Linked DNA regions of Danio rerio: region 2 is linked to region 1. Evidence: chromatin contacts called from public Hi-C data. All regions are on one chromosome and are shown on one strand. Each heading gives the region's core, a stretch centred on a gene start, on an enhancer-like site or on the middle of the called end of the contact. The rest is flanking DNA. Distances are from core to core; before and after follow the strand shown.

Region 1 (6,989 bases), core at 3,019-5,518:
AAACACTTTTGCATTTTTTTTAGATACTATGTACCCTTGAGGTATTAATATGAACCTTTCAGGTACAAATTTGTACCTTTTGAAAAGGTACCACCCCAGTGACAATTTATTTGTGAGAGTGTAGAATTTCATCTGGAACTGACAGTAATGCTGCTTGAACACCCAGAAACCTCTTACTCTCAGAAAAAAGGTACAAAGCTGTCACTAAGTCAGTATCTTTTTAAACTTTTGTATATTTATTTCTAAGAGGATACATTAGTAGAATACTATATGTGACATTTCAAGCAATTTTATAAAATTTTATTTGAAATAGTATTATAAAAAAAAGAGAGATTAGAAATTATAAAGCTAAATTGTCTTCATATATGGAAAGGTTCCATAACAAAACAGATCACTTAATTGAAAGCTTTTATAGTGTAATCCACCCTGATTCTTAACTCTCACAGATAAATGCAGTGCCTTCATCTTTTAAATACACTCATACTTATATTCAAGGTCAGCATTATCTGCTATCATCTAATTTATGAAATGCTAAACATTGTGTAAACATCTTTCAGACTGCAAGTGGCATTAAAAGAGTAAGGACCCATAACGATTTTGAACCATAGGAACCAACATCGTTCATGGGTGAGTCACTGTGTAAACCTTGAAAACATTTTCTTAATTAGGATAAAGCAATATCTAATTTCCTTAATTGTCTTGTACTTTAATCACTGACTACACAAGGCTTAAATTTACTTTTTTTGCCATTAAAATTCCATTGCCACACATTAAGTCTGGCAACATGTGTTTCTTCATCTAGGTTCCCTTTTAAGCACACAGCGTAATTCAGTAGTATAGTAGCTAAGTTGCAATTTCCTGTAATTTAGAAGTAATGGCCTTTTCATTTTATCAGATCTTTATTTCCTGAGCGGGCAGGCCTTTTCTCTAAAGCGAAGCAAGATGACTAGTGGCAGGGGGAGAAAGGAGAGCTAAAGTGATAACAGCACAACTGTTTGCAGCTCACCTAACTATAGACAATAAAGGCAGTCTGACCACATTTTACTTCCAAAGTCTGTTGTTGTTATTGCTATTATTAATAAAACATAAAATAACTTTTAGTAAAAAAGTTTGTATATTATTCAGTAACATTCTAAAGTGTTATTTAAATACTATAATAAATTATTATAAATTTGTGTATTTATGTTTTAAGATGTGACACGGTGGCTCAGTTTTTAGCACTGTCACCTCACAGCGAGAAGGTCGCTGATCCGAGCCCTGGGTGGGCCAGTTTGCATGTTCTCCGCGTGTTGGCGTGGGATTGCCTGAGTGCTCCGGTTTCTCTAACAGTCCAAAGACATGCGCTATTGGTGAATTGAATAAACTACATTGATCAAAGTGTATGTGTGTGGATGTTTCCCAGTGATGGGTTGCAGCTGTAAGGGCATCCGCTATGTAAAACATATGCTGTATAAGTTGGCGGTTGGCAACGCAGTGGCGCAGTAGGTAGTGCTTTTACCTAACAGCAAGAAGGTCGCTGAGTCGCTGGTTTAAACCTTGGCTCAGTTGGTGATTTTGTGTGGAGTTTACATGTTCTCCCTGCATTCGCGTGGGTTTCCTCCAGGTGCTCCGGTTTCCCCCAGAGTCCAAAAACATGCGGTATAGGTGAATTGGGTCGCTAAATTGTCCATTGTTTGTGTGTGCGTGTGCGCGTGCATGTGTACGTGTGTGTGTGGATATTTTCCAGAGATTCGTTGCAGCTAAAAGGGCATCCGCTGCGTAAAAACGTGCTGGATAAGTTGGCTGTTCATTCCACTGTGGCGACCCCGGATTAATAAAGGGACTAAGCCGAAAGGAAAATGAATGAATGAATGAAGTTGGCAGTTCGATCCATTCTCTGTAGTGCCCCTGATGAATACAGAGACTAAGCCAAATGAAAATGAATGTATTAAGATTATGTTTTAATTGTGACAATTTTATTTGCTTTTGTCATTTGTGTTTGTTCGAATGTTTTATTCTAGTTTTCGTATTTTTGGCAGATTCATTTATTTATTGTAATTTATCGCAATTCCTTGACTTTAAGTGTTTGATTTCACCTTTCAAAGAAAGATTTGTATGTTTTTGTCACGTTTAATTTTAAATTTATTCAATTTGATTGAATACCAGCATAGTTGTCATTTTAGAATTTACTGCTGCTCAGATATTAAGACCTTTTATAAGACAAAATTTAAAAGACAAAATACACAAACTGTATATTTTAACAAACATTTTTTGTTTTATGATTTTACAGAATACATTTAAATAAACCACATTAACTGAACTACATTAAAAGTGCCATATGTATTCCTATAATCACTCTGATATTGATTTTTAATAATAATAATAATAATAATAATTCCTTACATTTATATAGCGCTTTTCTGGGCACTCAAAGCGCTTTACACACAATGGGGGGATCTCCTCATCCACCACCAGTGTGCAGCATCCACCTGGATGACGCGACGGCAGCCATTTTGCGCCAGACCACACACCACACACCAGCTGATTGGTGGAGAGGAGACAGCGATGAAGCCAATTGGAATATGGGGATGGTTAGGAGGCCATGATGGACAAAGGCCAGTGGGCAGATTTGGCCTGGATGCCGGGGTTAAACCCCTACTCTTTTCGAAGGACATCCTGGGATTTTTAACGACCACAGAGAGTCGGGACCTCGATTTAACGTCTCATCCGAAAGACGGCGCTCACTGAGCAGTATAGCGTCCCCGTCACTATACTGGGGCTTAAGGACCCACAGAGACCGCAGGTTGGGCGCCCCCTGCTGGCCTCACTAACACCACTTCCGGCAGCAACCTAGCTTTCCCATGTGGTCTCCCATCCAGGTACTGAACGGGCGCAGCCCTGCTTAGCTTCAGTGGGCGACCATGTGAGAGTTGCAGAGAGCTAGCTGCCGGCCAGCAGCTTGTTTTGAGTAAAACAATCAAAATTCAAAAACATTTTTCTATAATTTATGTTGTTTCTTTTTTGCAAGATAGTTATTTTATTAATATTATTAAGCTCAAAATAACTATTTTTAATAGCTATTACAATTTAGTCCAAAGGAATTAACCTTTCCAGGTAGTACAGAAGTGCTGTGTCAATAAAAACAAACAAGTACAACTCAATACCACAAAAAAAAAAAAAAAAAAAACATGTGATCTAAAAAGAAAAGACAAGAAAAGAAAAAAAGTGAAGAAAAAAACAGGTTATTTTTGTGCACTCGGTATGTGGCATAGCGATATTAAGACTTTCGGCTGAATCTTAGACTGAATCAGGAGGTAAAAAAACAAACATGCTGACACTTACTTGCTGATCTCTGCTGTGTGTGCTGCCAACTGGCTCTCACGATGATGTATTGACAGATGCAGTTCTCTCCTGTGCTTTTCTGGGCTTGAGAATTTGGTTTACAGGAGCACCATGGGAAATAAAAAAGGGGATGCCCAAGGGCCTAGCTAGATGAGGATGAATGAAGACATTCCTAAATGTCAGCAACAAAACTATTGGGCCAAGCTGAGACACGCACCTTACAGCTGGAGCTAAACAAACTGAGTTTGGTGTCCATAATTTTCCTCTGCATTCCTTTCAAATGATCAAATGCGGCAGACCATGCTTCACTAACTAATTAAGTATTCAATTTGATCATATTACATCTCTGCAGCACAAAAAAAAAATGCTTCAGTTTGAAATGAACTGTATATTGACTTTGTTCTAACAAACAGTTTGACTTCAACTAAAATGACCAGTGATTTGATTTAAATATAGCTCATATTGTAATAAGAAAATTATTTTAAAAATACTGATCAAATGAAGATTGGCTAGTAGTACTGATTTATTTCAAAATCTCAAACATTTGAACAGTAATGTATGTACAGTATATATTCTCTGTCGGCTGCTAGTAGCTAATTATTTTATTTTTATGTGCCTCTAGAGTTATTGATCACAAGACATTTATGGCTCAGGTGACTGCCTAAAAATATGCTTCTAAAACTTCAGGGATACTTTCTACTGCAATTACAGACTTCCTTGGGTAAATAAACTACGAAAGGATATCATAGCGAAATGTCCTTTTTTCTGAGCAAAGAAGGGCTGCAGTACAACAGACCTCAGTTGGCAAATTAACTTTTGCCATTATAGTTCCTCTGTAAAAATACTCTGCTCTAATTGGATTAGGTCTTTGATCGGAAGTGGAGCTTCAGCGGGTGGGAGTGTTTTTCTTTGCCAAAAAAGCACTGACCCCTGAAGTGTCACCCTCATGAGGCCAGTAACAGTACTGCTGTAAAATGAATCATTCCTACACACTCACTTTCCCAGAATGGCTATAGACTGAGGTGACAAACACAAAGCAGGAGACCAACACAGCTGGGCCATGTAAAAGCTGTGAGAAAAACAATGAGTGAGAAATAAAACATGGAATTAAAGAATGTTTTATGAGCTCTGACTTAATGGTGACCACCTCAGAGTAAACAGTTATAAAATCGTACCTCTTCAACCATGTTTGAAATCACCATAGTCAATACAGCATGAATATGAATCAAACATCCCACAGATTTCTTTAAGCCTGTAGGTGAATGTGAGTCAAAATAGTAAAGTTTACATGTTTGAGACCAACAAATAAAAAATAAATGCTCATCAATGTTTTCTTAATTTTATTATTTAAATAAGCAACAATACACACACAAAAAAAGAAAAAAGCAAGGAAATGCTGTTCTTTTGAAGTAATGTTGTAAAAACTTTTACTGAAAGAACTTTTAACATGTAACATTTTGTTTTGTTAACTGCTGATAAGCATAAGATTACAAAAAAAATAATCATTTGAAATCAAAATAAATAAATTGATTACAATTTACAGCAAACAATTCTATTCTTGATTAGGTTAGTTCACAAGGCATTAAAGTTCATTGACAGATACACATTAAGAGTGTAGGGATTTAAGTTAACAAATAAAACATGGCTTGCCAGTAAATGTTACCACTAAATTTTTTAAAACTAAATCTTTTTCACTAAACTTTCATGAAAATTTCAGACACATACTGGTAACAAAGTAGACGCTGACTCTTAACAGCCACTAACTGCATCCAAATGTCTGTGTTCTGATGTCATGGAGAGAAAAAGGGAGAGAGAGAGAGTTGGGTGTTGGGGAAGAGAGGGGGGGGGGTGTATGGGGGCGGTGGTTCATGGGGAATTGAAATTAATGAGAGTAATCAGTGGCAAACAGCGAAGGAGGCAAGGGCAATTAATATAAACAGGCTACCAGCAGGCCGGAGATCAGTATTAAGATGCAGCATGGCCTCAGCGTGCAGCAGATGTCCTGGAAGAGCCAGAGGACAGCAGCACAGACAGCCAGCCAAAGCCAACCTGACAGTCTGCTGGCATTCCCAGATAACGTGATCATTTCCCCATCAGCAGCCACACTCTCAAGCCTCTTTAACACATGCTGCTAGCTTCTCACCCTCATAATTGAGAACTTTAAGAAGCTACTTTGTGAATTTCCTTCAAAAGGACACCCGACAGACCTTTTATTTTTTTTAGTTTGCATAGCATTGCACTGATTCATTGTTGATGAAATACAGATTTTGCTGAAAGATAAGTTAAGTTCCTTTATTTTTCAGATGTATTCATTATTCATTTGTTAATTTAACTTTTTGTAAATTGAATAGTGTAGCAATTGAATGTTACAATTTATTTATGATCACATGTAATAAATGTTAAATGACAAAAAAAAAAAAAAAACATACTCCTCATAAAGAACCTGTTTCGAGTTAAAAAAAAACAACAAAAAAAAAACACATATTGACATATTTGTAGATATACAAATCTAATGTAGGACATATTTACTAAAGTGTCCTATAAGATGTTCACTAATTACCATAAACAATGTTAGACTTTTTCATTCATTTTCTTTTTGGCTTAGTCCCTTTATTAATCAGGGGTTGTCACAGCAGAATGAACCACCTACTTACCCATGTTTTACGCAGCGGATAGTTTTCAAGCCGCAACCCAATAATGGGAAACACCCATAGACTCTTGCATTCACACACATACACTACAGCCAATTTAGCTTATTCAATTCACCTAGTGCATGTTTTTGGACTGTGGGGGAAACCAGAGCACACAGAGAAAACCCACCTGAACACAGGGAGAACATGCAAAATCCAAAATGTAAATGCCTTATAATTGACAATTTAGGGGTTAGCATCAAGTGAACAATAAATGTTTGCAATCTTATCTAAAAAATAAATTACTGTAAACTTAAATATTGCCAAATAACACAAGTGTCAGAATAGAATTAGAAATAAATGTAATTAAATCAAATTGGATAAAACAACAACCCAACCCAACAGTCAACTTTATCAAATGAAATGTGTAGTTAACTCAAAATTTACTGAAAGTTAATTCTAATAATTTGAAAAGAGTTTTGAACTCAGTGTTCAAGGTTAGTTAATTAAATACCTCATTACTTTAATCTAAATTGAGTAAGTTCACAATACCAATACAGATTTAGTTTTTTTTTTTTTACTTGAATGGTTTATAGCAATCGTTTTCCTCAAACGGTTTGAGTTGCCTTAACTTATTGGGTTTTACAGTACTTAGTTGGTTTGAGTTCACTTCATTTCTTGAATTTTAATGTGCTCAAATTGCTTCCTTTACTCAAATAGATTAATTTCACAGTACTCATTAGGATTAGTTTTTGAACTTAAATAATTTGTTGCAATCGGTTTCCTCAAATGGTTTACCTTAACTCTTTGGGGTTTACAGTGTAGTCCTGGAATCGAGTTTGAGATCTATGTCTTAGAGCAGTGGTTCTCCAACTTTTTTCACCAAGTACCACCTTGGAAAAAAACTGTCTCTCCAAGTACTACCATAATGAACAGTATTGAATAAAAGTAGCGTTGTAGGACTAATTATGCAGCTACAGCTGTGCAAAAAAAAAACAAAAACGAGGCAGATTAATTCCTATTATTAAGACTATGTAT
Region 2 (6,989 bases), core at 1,575-4,074, 210 kb before region 1:
CATTATATGCAATAAAGCTTTTTACTTTAAAGTTTTTATCATTATTCTTCTTTTTGTACAACCTGATGTAGGGGTAAAGGGCTTGGTCCATGTAGTAAATAGGCTAATTTCAGTCCGAGTGGATCTAAAAAGTCCTAAGTCAAGAATGCGGGCTTTGTTTTTTTGGAGCAAAAGAAAGTTATGAATTTTAGCTTATTACAAATAAAAAAATACATAAATGGGAAAAATATGTCTATATTACAAATTATTTTCTGGAAAAAGGGAGAAAGTCCTTTTGATTCTTGTTTCACATTGATGACCTTTGAATCACATTTCTCTGAAAAGATTTATGAGTCTCATCCGTTTTTTTTTTTTTTATATTATTCTGAATGACTGACTGCAATTGTATTTTCTTAAGAATTTTGTTAGATATAAACATTAATAAAAACGCATACGATCACCATAAAGAAGCGCAATTCAATCGACGCAGATTGAAATTGCTTTTCGGTTTGTGGCCGTAATTGGAGGTCATTGAACTGTTTAAAACTTGCTTAACACGTTCAATATTACTTAATTAAAAAAATAATATTGCTTTTAAATATTCTATTCATAATGGGGGTCATAAAAAGACGTTTGGGTTGATAAAAGAACTGCAAGCTGCATAAAACACTTTGCTCAAAATTATTTCAATGGATGTGGCTCTATACTGACACTCTCTGGTGAAAAACACGTCCCATTAGATACTATTTGAGCAAAAGGTAATTCACAGCCCATAAATCACAAAATGAGAGGGGGAAAAGACCCGCTCCGTTACAGAACAGAGAGTTGAAACATCAGAAAGATACCCTTGAGGTGACAACCTGAACAATGCGTATCTTTCTACACAGATCAGTCTGGACACTCTTGTGCAAAACTTTATATTCCAATACAAAACAACCTTGCATATCATCAGAATAATAAGAAGTTATATTAACAAACTTTCAATTTTCTGCCTCACTTAACAAGTGTTGAGTATGATGAGCGAAAATCGCTCTCCCTTTTCTAATTAGGCCTTTAATAAGAACACTTGGGGCACAGGCCTGAATAAGGTACAGTAAGCGCATAGGGTGATAGCCTACTATACAAAGATTTTTAAATTGTCAAACATTTCCCCGAGCGACTATAAAAACTTCAGTTCCGAACGGGACAAATCTAATCACTGTGAACAAAGCTGTTATTGACATCCTACGCGTAGACAAACAGGGTTCCCTTTCATTTGAAGGAAAATAAAATCAATTTAAATCTAACCTACAAGTATAACCTACGTTCTTAAGATCTGTGTATATCTCGATTCCCGTCGCACAAAAGAGCAAGATAAAGATTTAGATGTAAAAATAATAATAATAATAATATAAAATAATAATACAGGCCTACAAGAAATATACTAACTTTGTTAGAAAAACTAAATAAGGAGAAACTTTATTTTAATTATTTTAGGCTTAGATATAAAGTTTCGCACAACTTTGTTTTATGACACTTTTTGATTGTAGCCTGATCTCATTACTTTATTTTAAAATCTCATGAGTTTGTTTGGGCCTTTAAAGTACTTCATCAGATTATCCCATACGGCTATATGTAATTGAAAATATAAAATAAAATAATCTGTAAAAGCTTAATCCAATATGCTAACCTTGTTAACTACTCATCTTGTCACCGGCAATTGACACGCACAGTTTTAAACAACGTCGGTAAACTCTATTTTTGAGAAGAAAAAAAAAAGAAGCCACTCATAGTCAATTTCTTATGGCAATATAAACACTATTATTAAATTATAATTAAGGTTAAATCAAAGTGTTTTTTGTACAAAACATGAATGAATAAAACAAAAATAAACATGTGGATTGGCTACATGCAGGCACCCAATTATCAGAAGACTATTTGAAGTGAAGTATCACTAAGTTTTGCGTGGCTATTACACCAAGATGCAAGTGTAGCAAACAAACGCAGCGCGCACACTTAAAGTGCATGTTACATTTCGTCAGTGTATGAGAAGAACACATTTAAGAAATGTAGCCTATTCATTAAAAAAAACGTGAAAATGCAGCAAATTCAAAAAGAGTCTATGGTGTAGTCTTTAGAAAGACTATGCGCTGTGCTTAGCCTAAATGATTTTAAAACTGGATTTCTCAGCCGGTGCGCGTCCGTGCTTTCCCATCAGATCGATGGTCTCAAAATATGCTCTCATCACGACGCACACGAGTGTCGTTATCAAACAATAAAAACAGTCCTAAAAGTTGCATTTGCAGCGATGCATTTGTAGCCATTTCTCGCAAAATCAAGCCAGTGCGTCTCGCGAAGAAACGCGAAAATATTGATTCGCAGAATTAATCGGTCCATTTGGAACAGCTGGTCTGAAAAAGTAAACGAGCGAAGGTTTAACCCTTTATCAAATTCGCCGCGGCTTACTGAATGAGCGTCGGAGGTAGGCTAAAGCAGGTAACTATACCAATTGCACCCAAATCGCATATTTAAAAAAAAAAAGAATAAAAATGTTAAAAAGAAATGCAAATAAAGCCCAAGTCAACTAATATATAAAGGGCACAGTCTACTAGACGCTACAGTAAGCACTGATGAGCATGTAATGTCTCTCACTCCAGACGTTATCTTACCTTCATTGGACGGATGAATAATGAAATCTGCGCTGGAAATAAGCGTGAAGAAAAAAAGAAAAAGTATTAAGGTTTTGCAATCCATGATATCAGATCAGGGGGCAACGCAAGGTACATAACTCCATGAAGCATGCCACTCATGTGAGGGCTTCTGTTCCGACACAAGTTACCATTCTCGGCTCTGAGGCTGATGTCAAGTTTGACACCGGAGACGAGGAGGAGTCTCTCTCTCCCTCTCTCGCTCTCTCCTCAGTTCTCACCGGGAGCTTCCCTTCTTCGCTGGGTCCTACACACCAGACAGCGCCGTTTATTAGACCGGCAGGTTCAACAGAGGTCATGTCATCTCTCGGAAATTGAAGAGAAGACAAAAACACTCGAGGCAGCTCATCAAATTCCAGTTACTATATGTCACACAGAGGTATTTATGCACTTCCTTAGCTTAAAAAAGCAACACTAAGCTCACCCATTTGTTAGAGGAAGCCTGAATGCAGCAGCTCGACATATAAACACGCTGCTTTGTTTGGGCAAATAGACGTTATGGTCAAACTTGCATCGTTCTGTGTTTATAGGAAGTAGCCAAATAATGCAAATAACAACATGAACCTAATTTATTAAGCTGGTTAAAAAATACTGCTGCACACTATTACAACGTTTTAAAATGTAGACATATTGAATATTATCTAACAAAATATAACATTAGTTGGCATAAGCAGTAAAGTAATATATATATATATATATATATATATATATATATATATATATATATATATATATATATATATATATATATTGTTATATTGTTATATTGTTACACTGTAAAAAAATGCTGTTAAAAAACGGTCAGATTCTACGATAAAATAATGTTTTTTCACTAAAACAGTAATATTCTGTTAAAAACAGTGCTTTCTGGGTAACATTTTTGTTTTCGAGAAAGTAACCAACTGCAGAAAACTGTGAACTGTGAGTTCAGATTCGATGTTTTGAAGTCTGTGTTTGAAATCACGCTTTGTGTCCTTGTTCACTATTTCATACACTAGTTAACTAATATAGTTCACCTGACAGTTTTAATGAACACTAATGAGTGAATTCAGACACTGATGAACACCTGCTGCTAATAATTACAATTACTGAAGAAAATAAACAAGAAACACAAACAGTGACTTGAGTTACAACATTAAATAAAATAAAATAAAATAAAATAAAACACCTTCAGTTTCAGCAGAGGATCATTAAACAACTCCACAAACAACAGCAGACACACTTATTACTGACTGATTTGACGTCCATACAATTCTCATTGAGATCCAACAGAAATTAAGGTGTTTTTTGTGTCACCGTAATGGAGTGAGGGGCTGATTTAGTTGGGTTCTTCACCCTTGAACTCATTTAAGAAGACTTTCCAACTGCTATAATACAGAGTTTACAAAACGTTTTTACTATAGCAATAAAGTTGGGAAGTCAATAAATAGAGAAGTCTATTTATCTGAAATTAGTTCTGATAAATGTTTTGGTATAAATCTGGATGAAGAGCCTCATGCAATAGATTTTATGCTTAGTTGCAGGTATGAATTTAATTAATGAGAAGTGGAAACAGAAAAGATACCTCTGAAATTACTTAACAGTTAAGAAATAACATACAAAAACAGTTCAGTTATGACAAATACACACCCAGACCTCATGAATCTGACCTTGTATCTCAACAATGGTAACATCTCAAATGTTTCATGCTGCAATGCATGCTGGGAGTGGCAGTGTACAAATATCCCAGCATGCATTGCGGTATAAATAAGTGTTGTATAATGGTCTAACGGTTTTCTTTATTTGTGTTTGATTCTGCTGTTGTTTATGTTTAGACTTTCAGTTGCCTGTTTGTGAGTTAAACTGTTAATTTTGTTAAATTTATTGTCACCATTATTGAGGTTCATATTCTGATTATTGATGTCTCTTTGAGTGCGATTTACACCATAGAGCAGTGTTATTATCCAAGATATTCTTAAAAACTTCCAGAAATCATTGCAATATATATACATATAATGTAAAACAATAGATTTAACATTGAATAGGAGCAGTACATTTTATAATACTAAATGAGAACAGACTCTGCCATTTAATAGCAACATGAACATCACCAGATCTTATTTAGGTTTTTGGCTGGCTTGCCTCAACAAAGGAGCTTTTTAAACAAAGTTCTTAACAATTGCAGCAGCCAAGATAAATAAATGTTAAAAATGACAGGGCTAAGAGCCCAACTAAAGCAAACTCTGTTCTCCATGATGGTGACGTAAAACTTTAACTTTTTCTCAAGAAGAACTTTAGTAGATGTTATACAAAAATACATGTATTAAGTAATAAGCGTAGCTGGTGATGATGTTTGTAGAGTTGTTTAATCATCTGCTGATCATTTAAATGATTTAATCATTTGTTGTTCTTCAGGTTATTTCATTATGAAGCTGTGACTAAAGTTTTGTATGTTCTGTTCTTGTTTTTTCCCTTCAGTATTTCTTCATTTGTTCATCGTTAATCCTCAATTATCATTTAATTAGTCAGTTAATTAATGAATTTACTTCAGCTTTGCTCCATGTTTCTTGAACACTCAGTAGTGTGGACACTTCAATTAAAACTGAAGTATAGGCTCTGGGGTTTAAAGGGTTAAAGGTGTGAGAGGTAAAAACGCAGTGTAAAAATGTATTTTAACAGTAATATACTGTTAATTTACACAACGGAAGTAGACTGTAAAAAAACAGTATATTGCTGGCAACCACAGCTGCCAGTAGATTACTGTTAAATTAAGGAAAAACAGTATTTTACTGTAAAACCTGAAGCTAATTTCTTCTGTGTGTCACCGTTGTGGAGGAGAGTAGAGCTAGTGTATGAGTTAAAGATGAACAATGAACTGCTGATGTTATTCTGCATGTTTCTCTATTTAAAGATAGCGGCTGTTTAGTGGCTGATGCAGTCAGAATCTCTCTGGTGATTCCAGATTTACATGTATGTGTGCTGTTGTGAAAAATAAGACATTAGAGTTAAACCGAACTTTTCTAATTAACTAAAATAAGTTATCATTATAAGTATGCTTCTAAGCATATATAGCACATTACTTCATAAACTCATTCAGCAGTTGACCAAGTTGAGGCAGTTGCTTTCAGTGAGCAAAATGAGTTCACTTGAGTATTGTGTAAATCAATGTAGTCCATGTATTTTTACAGCAACATACTGTAAAATAACAGTACATTGCTGGCAACTGCAGCTGCCAGTATTTTACTGTTTTTTAACGGGACAATTTTTAACAGTGTATATTCCCAGATCCATCATTACTATTAAATTTATTCATTCATTAATTTTCTTTTTCGGCTTAGTCACTTTATTCATCAGGGATCACCACAAAGGAATGAAGCGCCTATTATATTTAAAACTTTTTTTTTTAAATTCACAAAACTAGTTTCATCATTCATTCATTCATTCATTCATTCATTCATTCATTCAATTATTTTCTTTTTGGCTTAGTCTCTTCATTATCTTGGGTCACCACAGTGGAATGAACCGCCAAAAGTTTCATTAGAATAAGCAAAAATATCAATATAAAGCAAAAATATCTATAAGTAGCATTATAAAACTACCCCCTCTCTCTCATCTCTCTATATAAGTCAGAATTATTAGCCCCACTTAGATTTATTTTTTCTTTTTAAATATTTCCTTTCCCAAATTCCCAAATGTTTAACAGAACAAGCAAATGTTCACAGCATGTCTGATAATATTTTTAGGTCTTATTTTTTATTTTTATTTTTATTTATTTTTAGTTTTGACTAGAAAAAAAAGCACTTTTTAATAAAAAAAAAACATTTTATGGTCAAAATTATTAGCCCCTTTTAAGCTATATTGTTCTAGTCTATGGAGCAAACCATCATTATACAATAACTTGCCTTAATAACCCTAACCTGCCTAGTTAATCTAATTAACCTAGTTAAGCCTTTAAATGTCACTTTAAGCTGTACAGAAGTGTCTTGAAAAATATCTAGTCAAATATTATGTACTGTCATGGGAAAGATAAAATAAATCAGTTATAAGAAATGAGTTTTTAAAACTATTATGTTTAGAAATGTGTTGAAAAAAAAAACTGAAATTAAAACAGTAAAACAGAAATTGAGGAAAAATAAACAGGGGGGGGGGGGGGGGGGGGGGCTAATAATTCTGACTTCAACTTTACATACAGATACACACAGTCTGCATGATTGTATTAGCCATTTGAATGCAGTGAAGAGTCGGCCTGTAGAGGCTGATCGAGCCTGGGACAGGCACCATACATAAACTGACTGGACCAAATTTCAAGAGACTATTAGAAAGGAAATAAACATCACTTAAGCT

What was found. A called contact is a pair of places that touch in the nucleus more often than the background predicts.
Region 2: a contact with region 1 is called in a Hi-C map of an unstated tissue, with 5 times the contacts expected there. The contact joins the promoter of epha3 here to the enhancer-like site in region 1. A contact is called at or near these places in 2 of 18 Hi-C or Micro-C datasets (caudal fin and an unstated tissue) and 1 of 4 datasets of contacts at active chromatin or transcription factors (embryo).

Annotation. Positions count from the first base shown.
Region 1 is chr9:17,807,905-17,814,893 of GRCz12tu, reverse strand. No RefSeq gene overlaps it. Among named protein-coding and RNA genes, the nearest start is that of si:ch211-261p9.4, 15 kb to the right of the region's middle. Within about 2 kb of position 4,268, at least 13 of the 62 cell types and tissues checked have an H3K27ac peak or open chromatin away from gene starts, as enhancers often do.
Region 2 is chr9:18,014,951-18,021,939 of GRCz12tu, reverse strand. epha3 (eph receptor A3) reads right to left here and starts at 2,824. Exons shown (of 17, transcript NM_001365172.1): 1 at 2,628-2,824. The coding sequence starts at 2,712.